Regions from separate parts of the Triticum aestivum genome. Here region 2 is linked to region 1. A link is a contact called in public Hi-C data. All regions are on one chromosome and are shown on one strand. Each heading gives the region's core, a stretch centred on a gene start, on an enhancer-like site or on the middle of the called end of the contact. The rest is flanking DNA. Distances are from core to core; before and after follow the strand shown.

Evidence for each region. Hi-C and Micro-C count contacts between places; a contact is called where the count stands out from the background.
Region 2: a Hi-C map of leaf shows a contact between it and region 1, with 5 times the contacts expected there. The contact joins the promoter of LOC123128251 here to the promoter of LOC123128246 in region 1. A contact is called at or near these places in 4 of 5 Hi-C or Micro-C datasets (leaf and an unstated tissue).

The regions. Positions count from the first base shown.
Region 1 is chr6A:521,033,751-521,041,405 of IWGSC CS RefSeq v2.1, reverse strand. It overlaps LOC123128246 (26S rRNA (cytosine-C(5))-methyltransferase NOP2B), which reads right to left and starts at 4,311. Exons shown (of 17, transcript XM_044548207.1): 1 at 3,894-4,311; 2 at 3,537-3,700; 3 at 3,366-3,429; 4 at 2,857-2,990; 5 at 2,590-2,673; 6 at 2,384-2,458; 7 at 2,229-2,300; 8 at 2,064-2,137; 9 at 1,813-1,865; 10 at 1,581-1,690; 11 at 1,211-1,279; 12 at 1,004-1,078; 13 at 432-524; 14 at 282-361; 1 more. The coding sequence starts at 4,260. It overlaps LOC123128249 (nucleotide-sugar uncharacterized transporter 2), which reads right to left. Exons shown (of 7, transcript XM_044548209.1): 2 at 7,553-7,655; 3 at 7,240-7,448; 4 at 7,069-7,162; 5 at 6,648-6,814; 6 at 6,403-6,573; 7 at 5,860-6,303. The coding sequence ends at 6,033.
Region 2 is chr6A:521,543,269-521,550,923 of IWGSC CS RefSeq v2.1, reverse strand. LOC123128251 (cellulose synthase-like protein E2) reads right to left here and starts at 4,167. Exons shown (of 9, transcript XM_044548214.1): 1 at 3,757-4,167; 2 at 2,771-3,092; 3 at 2,446-2,586; 4 at 1,581-1,712; 5 at 1,269-1,481; 6 at 938-1,156; 7 at 420-767; 8 at 44-326. The coding sequence starts at 4,052. It overlaps LOC123128250 (ribulose-1,5 bisphosphate carboxylase/oxygenase large subunit N-methyltransferase, chloroplastic), which reads right to left. Exons shown (of 13, transcript XM_044548211.1): 13 at 7,322-7,595.

The DNA.
Region 1 (7,655 bases), core at 3,062-5,561:
AAATTCATGCTATGAAAGATAAGACACCTCAAGAAGCTAACATGTGATCATATGGTTCAGTTATCGTCACTCCTGGTAAATAATCCAAACATCATAAAATGTACCTTGGCTACGAAAAAGCCATCCATGTTGTTGACATGAGGATAAAACCTCCTTGTTTTGTCTAAAGACGTATGGAAGCGATGCTCCCGGAACCGGATGAATCTGTACGATAATAAACAGGGAAACATAAGTAAAGTACCAGATCTTAAAAGAGGAAGGCGGTAGTAAGATTAACATACCCTGGGCGTCCAAAATCTAATCCACAAGGAACAACCTTTACATCTCTCTTTTTAAGGGCATAGTCGATGACTGCTTCATTCTACACAAAGTTGGAGGGTTCAGTTACTGAAGTTCAATCATTATCCAGCAAACAAGAAAAATGTACTTACTTCTGGAATCATCATCGAACAAGTAGAGTAAACAATGTAACCACCAGTTTTGGAGTTGGCGTCAACCAAATCAATAGCAGCCAGAAGCAATTGCTGCAAAACAAGTTTATCAGCTTCTCGGAGTTGGTATGCTAAAAAATAAGGTAATTGAGGCTCATACTGCGAATATAGTTTAACCATACTATATCATGAGCCTAAGAACTTCTAATGGAAACCGTAAAGTTGAAAGGTTTAAATTATAATAAGACATAACTTTGAAAATACTCCCTCCGTAAAGAAACATAAGAGCGTTTAGATCTAAACACTCTTATATTTCTTTACGGAGGGAGTAATAGCTAAGCAGATAAGTAGAACATAACAATATATGATACTTACTTACACGACAACTTTACAAGAGATAAGAGACACAGCGATACTAATTGCTTCAAAACCAACTAAAAAATAAATTCATGTGGAGGTGAGTAGATTTAATTTGGAGAATTACTGGGTTAATAACTGTCGTTAATTTTAAAGTGGGAATGGGTTTGAATTGGAGAACGTGTATTTATTTTTGAATTGTGAATAAAATGTACCTTTTGTACGAAAGCACAATTCCTGATGTCATCGATGTCCTTAGATGTTTTTATTTGTGCATCCTTCCAAACGGTCTGCAGAAACAGAGTGAGATTGACTATCAGATGAAATAGGCAAGACAATGTATAATGAGTACATATCAGATGAAATAGCCAAGACGATGTATAATGAGTACAGAAGAATAATATGAATTGGATTATACTAACTCCGGTGCCTGTGCAGGGCGCATCCAACAGTACTCTGTCAACTGAGTTCATTCCAAGTACTTTGGGGAGCTGAAATAAATTGGATCATAAAATAATTGATGTCAATTGAGCACACGATGCAATAAACTGAAGTGTCTGACAATTACTAGGATTCCAAATTCATTTTCTTATGATTGAAATGGACCAGATAATATTAGCTTGGCATTGAAATGCCTTCATACTAAAAGTTCTCTACAAAGCATTATGTTATATTGGTAATGATTTATTATGCTAACTTGTTGCATACAATTAGTTGACTATCCTTTGGTTCTTTGGCCTAAAGAATGCTCTGTGCCCCTGAGAACATACAATGGTCGTATTTTCTGCTTACCTCTTTACCGTCATAATTACAAACTATGGTATTTGTCACACCCAGGCGATGTATGTTGCCCAACAGTCCATGCAACCTTTTCTCGTTAAGCTCATTTGCATAGATTATTCCTGCAAGGCAGGAAGAAAAATACAGGATAATTATATCATTCAACAGCTACTAAAAAGAAAGAACAGGCACTTTGAAGGAAGGACCACATAGTCAAAAGGCAAAACAGGCATAATGAACTAACCAGTATTTTTCATCAGAGCTCCAATGTATGTGGTCTTGCCACCTGGGGCAGCTCTGGAACCAAGAAGAAAATCAGTTTCTATCTTTGGAAGTACTGACATGAATAATTCGTTAAAGGTTAATATCAAATGCAGAAGCAAGCATGTGACACAATAGGATAGCATATGAAGGCTTACATACATGCAAACACAGTTATAAACTAGTTCAAATGAATTATTGCAAAAGGATTATGAGAGTGGGGGGAAATCTTACGCCATATCAACTATTCGCTCCTTCTCCTGTGGAGCAAGAGCCATCACTGGCAAAAAGGAACTCGCGCCTTGTTTCTGTAATCACAGTATTAAAAGATAAGATGAATTGCTGGTAGATGGATAGTGAGGAAAACAATCTAACGAATAATAGGGGAGAGGAAGATACCATGTAATGTCCTGCCATATATTCAACAGTGGCGCCAGACGAAACAGTGGAGTCGTACACAACTAATCCTACCTGAAATTGTCCAAACCACAAGGCTTGCTTTAATATTCCATATTATTTAGTTGTAAAAGAAAATAAGTTGAAAGAAAGCAAACCTTTGACCATTTTCCAATCGGATCCAGATTAAACCCTCTAGGAATAAGAGCAGCAGCAAGATCCCTCCTACGGGTCTGCAAACCCACAAAGATAAGAGAGAGACATACTTAATGAAGCAGTGATAAATCTACAGTTAGAGACTAACAGCTATAGAATCTTTGGTGACATACACATACATCAAGAAATTGAGCTAATATGTTATTACCTTTAGTGTATTTGTACGCAAGCACTCAGGGGGTCTTTTTTCAAATGATTCAAGTAGCTCAACAACCTCAACAGCTGGGAACATCTGCAATGTAGCACACAGAATGTTCACAACAACAGCAGCTAAATCATTATAAAAATTAATAATCGTGCCAGACAGACAATTTGCAACTACTAATATCAGACAGCTGGATCACCACAACTCAAACTGAAAGAAATACTGGTAGCGGATATATCAGACAATCACTGGCTGGGATAGGCAGCTTACCTCAACAAATGCTTCAATGAGAAATTCATTGTATCCATAGTACGCCATCACGTCCGTCTTGAACTGATCAACATAATCTTTTCTGGCAACATTTTCTTGCCTCAGCTTGCTAAAGTTTGAGAGTACCCGTACAACTAGACAGGAAACCAACAAATAGACAGAGAAACCAAGCTCAGAAAGGTCTATAGATTGAAGTGGATCAAACACAGAAAATCAATTCAATGTATACTGAATGGTATTCCTGATCATAGCAATCTGCTAAGGGAAAAAAATAGAAAATCAGTAGATTGCATATGGTCTCTATGCACTCCTCTTGTTACAATCTGACTTTGCAATTTTATACGAGCTAAGAAATGCACCTCAATTACAAAAGCATGAATCAATTTTGCGCCAACACCATTTCAGCTTTATCTATCTACCTATCTTTGAAGGTTTCTGAACTTTAATAAATACTCCCTCTGTACTTGTATTTCTTTACGGAGGGAGTACAAGATATTGGATAAACTTACTTTCCGAGATCCTCCTTTTAAGATTTGGAAGGTTAGGTGGTCCAAGTGCCTCTTCTTCCAACTCCTGCAGATTTTAAATTATAAACCATGGTAAGTCCATGCAGCCTACAATGTGCAGCACATAAACAATACTGAGAAAGAAAAAATGTGAACAGAAGAAGGAAAAGCAACCTCCTTGGTGGGCAACCGGAATTCATCAGATTCTGATCTTATGTTGAGTGCAAGGTCCGCAGCTGCATCTTCTTCAATCTGCTCCTTCTGTCGATCAAGAGCTGCTGACTTTGCCTCGAGGTCATCAGACCCATCTGATTCCTCTCCAGAGTCGCCCCCCTCGTCTAAGAAACACAACAAAGCCCATCAATTTCGATTCCCTGGATAGAAAACACAGCACTGATTTGCATAGCCGTGCACTGAACTAGCGGCCATGAACTCTACAATGGGATGGCTTGATGGAGAAAACTGAAGCTGCTGAAGCTAATTCCACTCAATACTAGTACGCTTCTACTCGTCAAGCAATCGAAGAGTTACCACTGTCGTCGTCACTGCCGGCAAGGAAGTCGCCGGCGAGGGGGTCGTCGTCCTCTTCTTCTTCGTCGTCGTCGTCCTCCTCCTCCTCCTCCTCGTCGTCCTCCTCTTCCTCGCTGCTACCGGCGTCCGAGCCAGAGAGCTCATCGGCGTCGGAGTCGGAGGGGGCGTCGACGTCTGAATCCTCCTCCTCCTCCTCGTGGAGCGGCTGCTGCTCCGCCTCGGAGTCGTCGTCGGAGGAGGGCTCGGGAAGCTTCTGCTTCTTCGGCGCCGCGCTCTTGGCCGCCCTCGAGGGAACCTTGACCACCTTCTTGGCCGCGGGCGGTGCGGGAGGCGCCGCCGGCCTGCGCTGCGCGACCTTCCGGGCCATGGGGTGGGGGGAACGGGAGGGACGGGAGGGACGGTAGGGGGTGGCTGGCGAAAACCTAAAACCCTAAGCGAGAGAAGACACGCTGGTTTTAACACGGGCCTGGTCGTGGGCGCTGCCCCGGTTAGGCAGGCTTGAGATAACAGGCCGGTCAGACAGGCTTTTCAAAGGGCCCATCTTTCTACGGCGCGATGGACACGACCAGAGAGCCGCGCGTCTCCTTCTGGATGGCGACACTTTATTTTCTTTTTCTCTATACATATATCTCTAGTGTAAAAAACGCGCATGTTGTAAAAGAAATGTTCGTGAAATATAAAATGCGTTAGTGAAATTTATTAAAAAATCATGCAGTTAAAAAAATGTACATACAGTGTAAAAAAATGTTAACGCAACTTTTAGAAAAATGTTAATGTAATTTAAAAAATGCATTTAAAAATGCTCACGTGTTTCAAACAACTGTTCGTGATATTCAAAAATTATTTTTATAAAATGTAAAAGAAAGTTTGCACAATTCAAGAAAAAATTTCATGTATTTTTACTCTTTTAAATTTTGGTCATTTCTAGCCAACCTCCCAAACTTAGCGGAGTAAAAAAATATTATCAAATTTCATTTTATTTTGGGCCACCGAAATAAACTTCTCTCTTGTATTACTTTATTAAACGACATCATGGTTAAATACTTCACCGATTCTTCGCTAAGAGAATTGATCCAGAGAAAACTACAAGAACAATTAGATACTTTTGTTGCCTTTTCTCTGTTGGCTTCTTGAGCTTGCACATTTCGTTCTTCTCCGCCTCCACATAATTGGACATTGTGTCATCTCTCGTCTCAACTATAACAAATAGTGCACGAATATCTAGCAATTTTCTCCCTAACAATTGATCAATGTACCCTTCTTTCCAATACAAAAATTTGCATCCTTCCTACACACAACTTAGAGCAAACAATAAGTTCCAACTGCGAGGAATTCGAAGAAAGACATAAAAATAGCCACTCATCTCGTCCTTTTCGCACTTGAAGAACACTCATTCGAGATGTTTTGGCGTGCTCAAAACTCGACGCAGCACCAAACACGGGCAGTGGTCACACTTGAGGACCGACAATGATGAGCAGACAAACCGCTGGGCTAGTGCTGAGCCCAGCCGACAGATGGACGTGGTTGTGCCATTGATCAGTTTGTCGGGTGAGATTCGAGCGTCGAAAGGAGGATGACAAACCGAGATGCGGCACAGAGTGGTTGAGGCGGTTGCGCGGTTCAGTCCCTGTCAAATCCATCCAAAACGTGACAACGTTGGAGGTCTGGCTGCGTTGAATCCGGCGTCGGCGACAAGGGTCGTATATCTGTCGATTTAAGCGACATCGGTGGCGCATGGTGGGCGGCGAAAGCAAGAAGTGAGGCGCCGGAGTAGATGCGGCGCGGGGTGGGGTGGGTCCGACCGAGGGGAGAAGGGGCAATTTTTACTCGGGAAGGTGGTCGGACGAGAAAATATAGGATTCCGTGGTGTTGAGGAGTATGATTTTTTTTTTCTCCTCGAGCCATTATACAAGTCCGGCTAGGTGCCAGTTAGAGGAGTAAACTGAAAAATTTACTCCTCTAACCATTTTTGGATCAGCTAAAGCTGCACTAAGAAAGCTTCAAGTGTAAAATCATTGAGAAGTCACCTAGCAAAAGGGAAAAGGAAAGTTCTTCTATGTACAACAGATGAAGTGAGAGTCTACCACGAGGTTTACAACACAACCGGCCACCAAAGTCACCCCAAGCAAAACTCCCAACTCACACGGAGTCCTCGTAGTCCGAGCTGCCCCCATCGCCGGCGGGCTTGCCCAGGAAGGAATTCGATCTGGACGGCGGCTTCTTGCCGCTGGGCGCCGCCGTCTCCTTCTTGAGGCCCAGGTAGGTGTAGAAGGACATGCCGCCGAGGGCCACGACGGCGCCGCAGATGCTGGTGACCCCGGGGTCGGAGCGGAAGATGAGGTAGCCGGAGAGCATGATGACGATGGTCTTGAACTGCCCCAGCACCACGTGCGACAGTGCCGAGGTCGCGCTGCAATGCACGCCACAAACAAATCAACACGGAGTCAATTAGCAGCATGAAATTTCAGAAGGAAGAATGTTCTTGTGAAGAGAGGAACCATGGTCTCACCCAAGTGCCAAAGCGCCGGACCACTGGAGGAGGAAGCCGAACAGAGCAGAGATGACAATGGCGCAGCTGTTTCTGAAATTCCAGTTGAACAGCAGCAGGCCCGGCGGATCCAGCAGAGGCATCAGCGCCAGCAAGAAGAATATGGTGACGGGGGTCGTCTTCCACATCAGCCTGGTTGATCGAACAATCCGTGTCACTTAACCGAAAAACAATGCGCGGATCGAAATGCAGAGCTTGGAACTTACGCGAGGGCGGTCCAGTTTCCGGACTGCTGCAGATTCGACCACAGGATCTTGTTTACCGCGCTAGGGACGATCCATGCCAGTGCTACGCAGGCGCCGAAGAAGTTGAACTCTAGGTCCGTGACTGTGGCCACAGCCACTCCGATTGACACCGTTGCCAGTGTGATAACCTGTAAATGTTGAACAGGATTTCCAGTTAAAACCAACTGAATAAATTTGACAGCGTAACAGGTTTGCACTATCAACAACAAACAAACACATGCACACATATGGCATGAGTGGTAGTCCGGTGGAGAGACGACAAGACATGTATTTAGAGCACAATTTGTTGGGCTTTCTTCCTCTGAAGAAATATGACAACAGTTGTGTTCAACGTACAGGAAAGACATGTGCAGCTCATCAGTAACTATGGAGGTAAACCTACCTTCTGACAGGAAACCTTCTTCTTAAAAAGCATGAACTCCGCCGCGACGATCGTCGGAGTCACGGCAATCTTAGCCATTTGGTAGAAACCTACACTGAATGGCAAAGATACTGAGAAACACATGGAGCAACATCACTGAACATATGTAAGTCTAGACAGAATCCGGTTTACCTATTGTGTTTCAAGCTCACGTTCGCGAGCCCGGTGGAGAGAGACATCACGGCGCCCAGAGCGAACAGAGAGGAGAAGGGCGTCGACTTGGAAGGCGGCGCAACCGGCAGCAGGGACAGCGCCTTGAGGATCGCCATGAGAACCAGCGCGACCGCGTAGTGGATCAGCGACAGCGCGATCGGGTACTTGAACCCGACACTCCCCATCACCTACAAGACGATTCATCCGTGAGTAAATGAAATCTTGCTACGAACTCGTACGTGGACTAACGAAGGCGGCATATGTAGGTGGATGATGTGGGGATTGTACGTACCATTTTGTTGGCCACGATGATCCCAACGGCGACGGCGAAGTTGAAGGTGAGCGCGACGGACGGGCCGCAGAACCGCTGCTGCTGGCGCTTGGCCCCCTCCGAG
Region 2 (7,655 bases), core at 2,918-5,417, 510 kb before region 1:
ACCAGGTTGAACAGCGCGATCGTGGTGATGATCACAAACATACCCGAGATGGGCCCGAACTCCATCTTCCCCTTCTTGTACCTCTCCAGAGCCTGCGACTCGTCCACCTTCACCGTCAGCTCGAATCCGGACTCGGAGACGCCCAGCATTCCCCCGATCGTGTCGATGGCCGCCAGGAGGTAGGAGGTGGTCCTTCTCATGAGCCACATCCTTTGTGCGTTCCACCACTCCACTGCAGTGTCACCACATTGCAGCGACTCCATTAGGCTCCAGGAGTATGAAGCTACCACGACGTATATGAATGGAATGCACCAAGGGCTGGTTATCTGAATGAGTTGCACATGCAAGTATCGTGTCAGAACTGAACCGCGGTGCGTAAAAATGAGCTAGGGAACATAGTGTAGAATGTTAGTCATTACCTCAGGGAAAACAGAGACGCCACTGAGGAAGCAAAGTGAAGGAATGATGACATAGTAAAAGGTGGGGAAGCTGTTCAGGGCCCAGAAGCCACAGACCGAGTAACCCATTTGAAGACCCAGCTTGATCTTACCATGGCCTAATAAAAAGGGACTGTAATTGGAGAGGGATATTTGGAGGAACCCTTCTGACCATCTCTTGTGCTGAACCAGGATCTGGCCTAGTGAGGTAGGGGCCATGCCTAAGAAGCCCTTTCTAGCGGGGTTGTAGTACACCGATCTCCACCCGCGGCATTGGATTTGCAATCCTGTAATCACATCCTCCAGTGGGCACCCATATCTAACTCCTTTCTGCAATTCAGAAACACAAACTCATCAAAAATGATCTGCATAACAGTACACACATGCAAGGAAGGACATCCTTCGGGCATCACCTGAAGGATTTTCTGTATATACTCATCAAAGAGAAGGGGATCAATGGAAATGTTCATATTCAGGTTTGTAGAAAGAGATAGAGATACCTCAATGCCCCACGGGGTGTTATGCTCATACGTGCATGTCACAAGTGACTTGGACGTTTCTTCCAGCTCATCTGCATTTTCTGCTATCCCCACTCCTCTATCCCAGTCTTCCTTGTAATCTTTACTATATATTTGTCCAGAGAGGGTCTCCCTGCGATGGAAGCATCCAGTGCCATAGTAACACATTCCACCCCATCCATCCAAGCAAGGGTTATCCAACTGAACATCAAGTCAATGAAACAACAAACCAGATTAGTCTTAATTACAGCTTCAGACATAGGTGTGTCCTTTGTCGAAATTTTAGGAGGTGCTATATTATCTTTCAATTGACCTCATTGACAACGTTGATGGGATTGCCATAGATGTCATTGTGCACCACATTGTCAAAGTTCTGAGGGTACTGCACAAAACCGATATCTTGACCTTGCTCTTCATCTAGGAAGAAGCACAATGCATCTCTAATGGACTCAGAGTTGTTGGAGTACATATCACAATCAACATTCAGAATGACTGAGCTGTTGCTTATCACCGAAGATACCCTTATCTGCACAATTGACCTTATTAAGGTATATAAACACAATGAAGGTTGATTCTAAATGGTAATTCTAGAAAATCATTGACTATACCAAGAGAGGACACCTACCAAAGCATTTAATGATCCAGCTTTGAAGTGATGTTGTTCCTGAGGTCTCTTCTCGCGTGACATATACACAAGTTTTGGCAATGCATTTCCATCTACATCAACTGCCTTCCGTTTGTTTCTATCAATTAGAATCTAGCAATGGAGAACCATTTGATTAGACGGGATCACCAAAATTATGCAGATAAGAAATATAAATTCTACTCTGCTATTACAGTTTTCTTTGAAGGTAGATTCTTCACTGGATGAATATCAACCATGTCAGGCTCGTCTTACATCAGGTTGAATTACATTCAGCCAAACAAGCACCTATGCCTTTTATTTTAACTACCTGAATTAACTATCAATTGCATGGTTGGATAGTAAAAAACTAAACAACAATTGTATTTTTTACACCAACATGATGCGTTAAACTTTTATAATTGTAATAACTGCTCTATTGCACACTGATTAATTTGCACTGCTATACTGCAGAGCCACTAAAATAAGCGGTGTACATCTTTTTCTTTTTCCTCTGACTACTGTGGGTTTTCTAGCTTCTCAGAGCGAACACTACTGTGGGATTTCTAGCTTCTCAGAGCGAACATGGAAGCTCCTTTTGGAATAGTTTTAACAGTGGACAGATTGCCTAGAATTATTCTCCATAGGTACTACTTGATAAACATAAAAACATATTTATTTTTTCCACAACACTTCAATTCACCAACACTCTTATATGTTAGCTTTTATAACCAATTCACCAGCTTTGTATTAGCTACACGAGTTGGTTTTCACACTTCTCATAGTTATCATATTATTTTGAATTTCAAAATCAATTACCATGCACTTCATCTAGTAGTCAGACTCTGACCAAACTACCATTTTTTACCTGGACTATTGAAGGGTGATCTCCAGAAGTTATCATCTCATTCCATTCAGAGGAGCCTCTGTGGTTGCATTCTGGAACCTCGGGAATCTTGCCTGAATGTACTACTGAGTTCACGCGATCTGTCAGATCCTTGTACAACTCCTGCAATTCACAAAAGAGGGGAAAACAGATAAGAAAACAATGTGTTGGTTTCACAGCCTTACACGGCAAAAATGGAAGGCCAGCAGGCCCTTACACCAGTAAATATTGTATCAGACTGCATCACAACATCATTTCTTTCGAGATAAGCTAAATTGCATAGGTGCAGAACAAGTTTGTGATCTACCTTCATGCGGAGCAATTCTTGAGGGCTACAAGCATCATGAGGGGTAGCCCCTTCGGCAAAGTAGGCAGCTGGTGACCTGGGCTCCACCTTGTAATTTTTGCAAAATGGAATCCAGTGCTTTGCAAACTCAGATGCCTCATGAAGAGCGTAGAATGTTACAGCAGAACCAGCATCATCAGACAAATAGATGTTTAGCTTCTCTGGCGGGTAGTCATAAGCCATAACAGACAGAACCGTGGAGATGACAAGCATGGGTGGTTCAAGAGCTGGGTCCGCTGTACACACAAATATGTCCACACCAGGGAGCTGGTCATCATCATATCTGTTTGTGGCCAGTATTTTAACAAGTCATTCACCACAGACATAGATAGTACAATCAAACTAATTTTTGTTCATACGATGCTATGCAGATACCGCGCTATCTGAACCATGTAACTAGCCATGAATGTGCATCATCACAATACCCATGGCCATTGAGGTCCTTGATGGAGCATAACAGTACCTGATTTGGCAGTAGCCGTGACTCCTAGCTGAAATATATCTATGTAAATGAATCATATTCTAGCATGGGTGCGATGTTTCAATTGTATCCACAACTCTGGAACCATATTCTAGCATGGGTGCGATCTTTCAACTGTATCCATAACTCTGGGTAGTTATGACAAAGCGTATCTACTTCAGGCTTGAGCCCAGCTGAAAAAGAAAACGGGGAATGTGCTAACTACACTGCTGCAGACATACAATACAATGCAAGGTTTGTTCTCGAGTCTCGATGTCACATTATTTCAGCAATAAGCCTTCGCGGATCACAGATGTAAGTTGCTGGACTTGGTGTGATTCAGAATCGGAAGGGAAGCCGCCTCTAAAGGCGAGCCCCTGAACTAATGCTCTCGTCGGAGCTCTACTTGTCCAGCTAGCCATTCCGTCGAACGCTCTCTGCTCTACGAGAGAGAAGGAAAAAAGCGCGGCGCAGATCAGGCACTAACCTCTCCGAGAGGCGGTCCTTGAATGTGGTGCGGCGGACCGGGTTCCAGCGCACGGAGAGGGTGAGGACCCAGTAGAGGCCGAACAATATCTCGGCCACGAGCAGCCCCAGCCCCGCCCGCCACCCCAGGCTGCTGCTGCCCCTCGCCGGGATGTGGGTGGCTCTGTAGAACCATATGAGGAGGATCCCCGCGAAGATGGTGCCCGCGTACACCCGGTACGCCAGCACCCGCTTCGGCTTCTCCGTCGCGAACAGCGGCGGGCGGCCGCCGCCGCCGGAGACGCTGCTCCCGGCCATCCTCCCTGCCTGCTAGTGCGAGCGAGCGAGAACGCAGGTGTGGAGCGTGACGGGTAGGCCTGGGTCCCTGGGTCAGAGGTGCAGGGGCCGGGTATGTAGCGGATGGTCAACGGAGCCTCCCCGTTGGAGCCGCCTCTGTGTTGGAGAACTTTGACCTCTTGTCAGTCTTCTAGTAGACACATCGCTGTAGCTTAGCCGCCACCATGCTCATTTCAATCTATTCATCTTAAATTATGATAATACAACAAACATCAAAAATAATAAAAATTACATCCAAATTTATACACCACCTAGCGACGACTGCAAGCATTGAAGCGAGTCGATGGCGTGCCGCTGTCATCGTCTCTCCCTCGTTCGATCTGGGCAAAAATTATAGCAGACAGTCGAAAAGTTATAGTGCTAAAACCTCATATGACCAGTGCACCGAAAACAGCAATTGTCATTGATGAACAGTAACGTAGATGACAAGGATCCAACCCGAAGGCAGATAAATGTAGACGAACGACGACCAGATCCAAGCAAATCCATCAAAGACGGATCGGCCGAAGACACACCTCCACATGCCCACCGACGATGGTAGACGCATCATCAAAACATGGGCTAGGTGAAACAGAATCTTATTCCATTTTCAAGGAACCGTCGTTTCGTCTTCTTGAATAGGACACAAAACCTAACAAAATTAGAAGAAACATAAAAAACGGAGCCCTCCCACTGAGAAGGACCGGGATCAACCGCGCTTCCATAGCCTTAAGGCCACCAAACACGAGGCAGACCGGCGGCGACACCGGCGGGAGGCAATGAAACCCTATTTTTTTTCTTAAAAAGCAAATATATTTCAGTTTGCTATTGAGATTTTTTATATCATTCGGCTTTGGAGATTAAAGCCCTGATGATCGATAGGGAGTTTGTTCCATAGACTTACATTGTGATCAAAATGAAATAGCAGATTGTTTGGCAAGGTATAGCCGTTCTTTTTTTAAGTTCGGTATAGCCGTTCTAAGAGTATCACGGTTGTGTGGTTACGTAGAAGGCCCCATGTATCGAGGAAATCTTACCTCTACATTTTTTTTCCGGGAAAACTTGATCTATTCATCTTTAATCATGGTAGTACATTAAACACCAGAAATAATAAAAATTATATTCAAATCCGTAGACCATCTAGCGACGACTACAAACGCTGAAGCAAGCCGAAGGCGCGCCGCCGTCATCGTCCATCCCTTGCTGGAGCCAGTCAAAACATTTGTAGTGTCTAGTAGACAGTCGAGAAGTCATCATGCTAAGACCTCATAGGACCAGCGCACCAGAATAGCAGTCGTCGCTGTTGAAGAATAGCATAGATCGGAAGGATCCTACTTGAAGACGCACAAACATAGACGAACTACGGCTAGATCCGAGCAAATCCACAAAGGAAAGATTCGCCAGAGACACACCTCTGCACGCCCACTGGCGATGCTACACACACCATTAAGACATGGGCTAGGCTGGGAAAACATTATTCCATCTTCAGAGAGTCGTTGTCGTCTTGTCTTTCTGATCAAGATACAAACCCTAACAAAACTCGAAAAAACATCTGGCAAGAGTCGGGATCCACCGCACCACCATAGCCCTAAGGCCACCTGAGACGATGCGGACCGGCGGCGGGAGGCAAAGGAACCCTAGGCTTTTCATGGGGAGGAGGCAATGTGTGGAACCTTAGCACACCTCTAGACCTCAACTCTCTATTTTTTTGCGCTGTACCTTGACTCTATTACTTTGGAACAAAACTCCCTGTTTCGTCGCAAAAATATATATATATCTAAAGTTTTTGAAAAGTAGATCTCCAGTTTAGTGGAAAATGTTATAAGGAATTGATTCTCTAAATGATGAGGTCGACTGATAAGATAGGGAATTGCTGATATTTTGATTGGTAAACAGAAAATTACTGATATTTCAATTGGTAAATAGAAAATTACTGATATTTCATCCATTTTAGATTGTCAATTTTGTACTCCCTTCATCCCACAATATAAGATGTTTTTGCAAGTTAAGGGATTACCATAGGTGTATTTTGAGTACCAAAGGTGTATTTTGAGTGTACCAAGTGAGTAGACTTGGATATAAGAAAAATATACTAGAAATATTATTATTATTATGAAATATAGCGTTGTGCGTGTGCTAAAGAAAGTAGTGGTTGCGTGTTCTGATATTCTCAACTAAGAGCATCTCCAGCCGCGCCCTCAGAAAGGCCTCCCCAGGCGATTTTTTCGCGCCGGCGCCGGAAAAACGGCCCAGTTGCGCCTCCAGGAGCCCGATTTTCGCCGGCCTGGGCCGAAATCAGCGCTGGCGGACCCAAACCAAACCCGACGCACTGGGAGCGCCCGGGACGCCGGGGCGAGCGGTTTTGGCGCGAAAGAGCCGCGGGCCAGCCGCGTCAGTGACACCGCCCTCGTCTTCCCCAACGCCTAGGTTTCCCGCGGGGAATCAATGGCAAGGCTGCCGTCGGTTAGCCTTGCCATTGATTCCTCACGGGCGGCGCGTCACGGGGGCGGGCGGCGCGCCTCCTTGTCGGCTCCTCCTCTGCGCTTCGTCAAGCCAAAGACGGAGCCGGGCCTCCCCGCCATGAAGACGGAGCACGGCGACGTGAAGCTAGACGACGATGCGGTCCTGGAATGGGCACGCCATGACTCCTTGAAGATGGCGAGGGAGCGCCATTGCGCCGCCCTGCGGCGCTTCACGTAGCGCCGCCGGGGCGGCCACGACGAAGGAGGAGTCGTCGTCATCGTCGCTGTCGACGACGACGCGCCGCCGCCGCCGCCGCCACCGCCACCAGTCGCCATAGCGACGCCGGGCAGGGGTCCAGCAGGGACGCCTGCGTCAAGGAGTAGAAGGACGACGATGACGACGACGGTGAGGATGGCGGCGACGACGGCGACTACTCGGCGTTCAACCAGTTTCTTTTGTAGATTAGTTATATATTTTGTTATGTAATGAAAATCCGCAAACATGTCTAATATATGCCCAAGTTTACCGAAATTTAGTCGTGTTTAGCCGAACTTCGCCGAACTTTGCCGAAATTTGCTATATATTTTTCTTTCTTGAACGTGCCTGGGAGCGGCCCTGGGGCCGGCGGCCGGGGACCAACTCGCCCCAGGCCGATTTTTTGCGCTGGCTCACCCCCAGATGGCGATTTTAGACGCCCCCTGGGGCCAACGGCTGGAGATGCTCTAAACAGTCACACAATACCGCCACCGAGCTGCACCGGTAGAACTGGACACGAAGCACGAATGCTCTGGCGTCTTTGGGAGTACAGGCGACCCCAAAAAGAGCTCTGTGTAGGAAAAGATAAACAGATGCGCTGCAGCACCCTAGATCACATATACACGTATGCCAAGCTCAGGGCTGTTCAATCACAACTCGCAGCTATTCTTGGTTTCACATCAACCTTTTCTAAGTTTTCCCTACGTACTATTCAGTTGCAGCTCCGAAGATCTTGGCCTGATACTGCAATATGCCTTTGGCAAGCAAACACCTGAGCTCACCAGCAATTGGGTGGTGGAACTGAAACTGCATCATGTGGTGTTCAGTGAAAAATACGGCATTCGACGACGAAGGTGGTAAAAAATG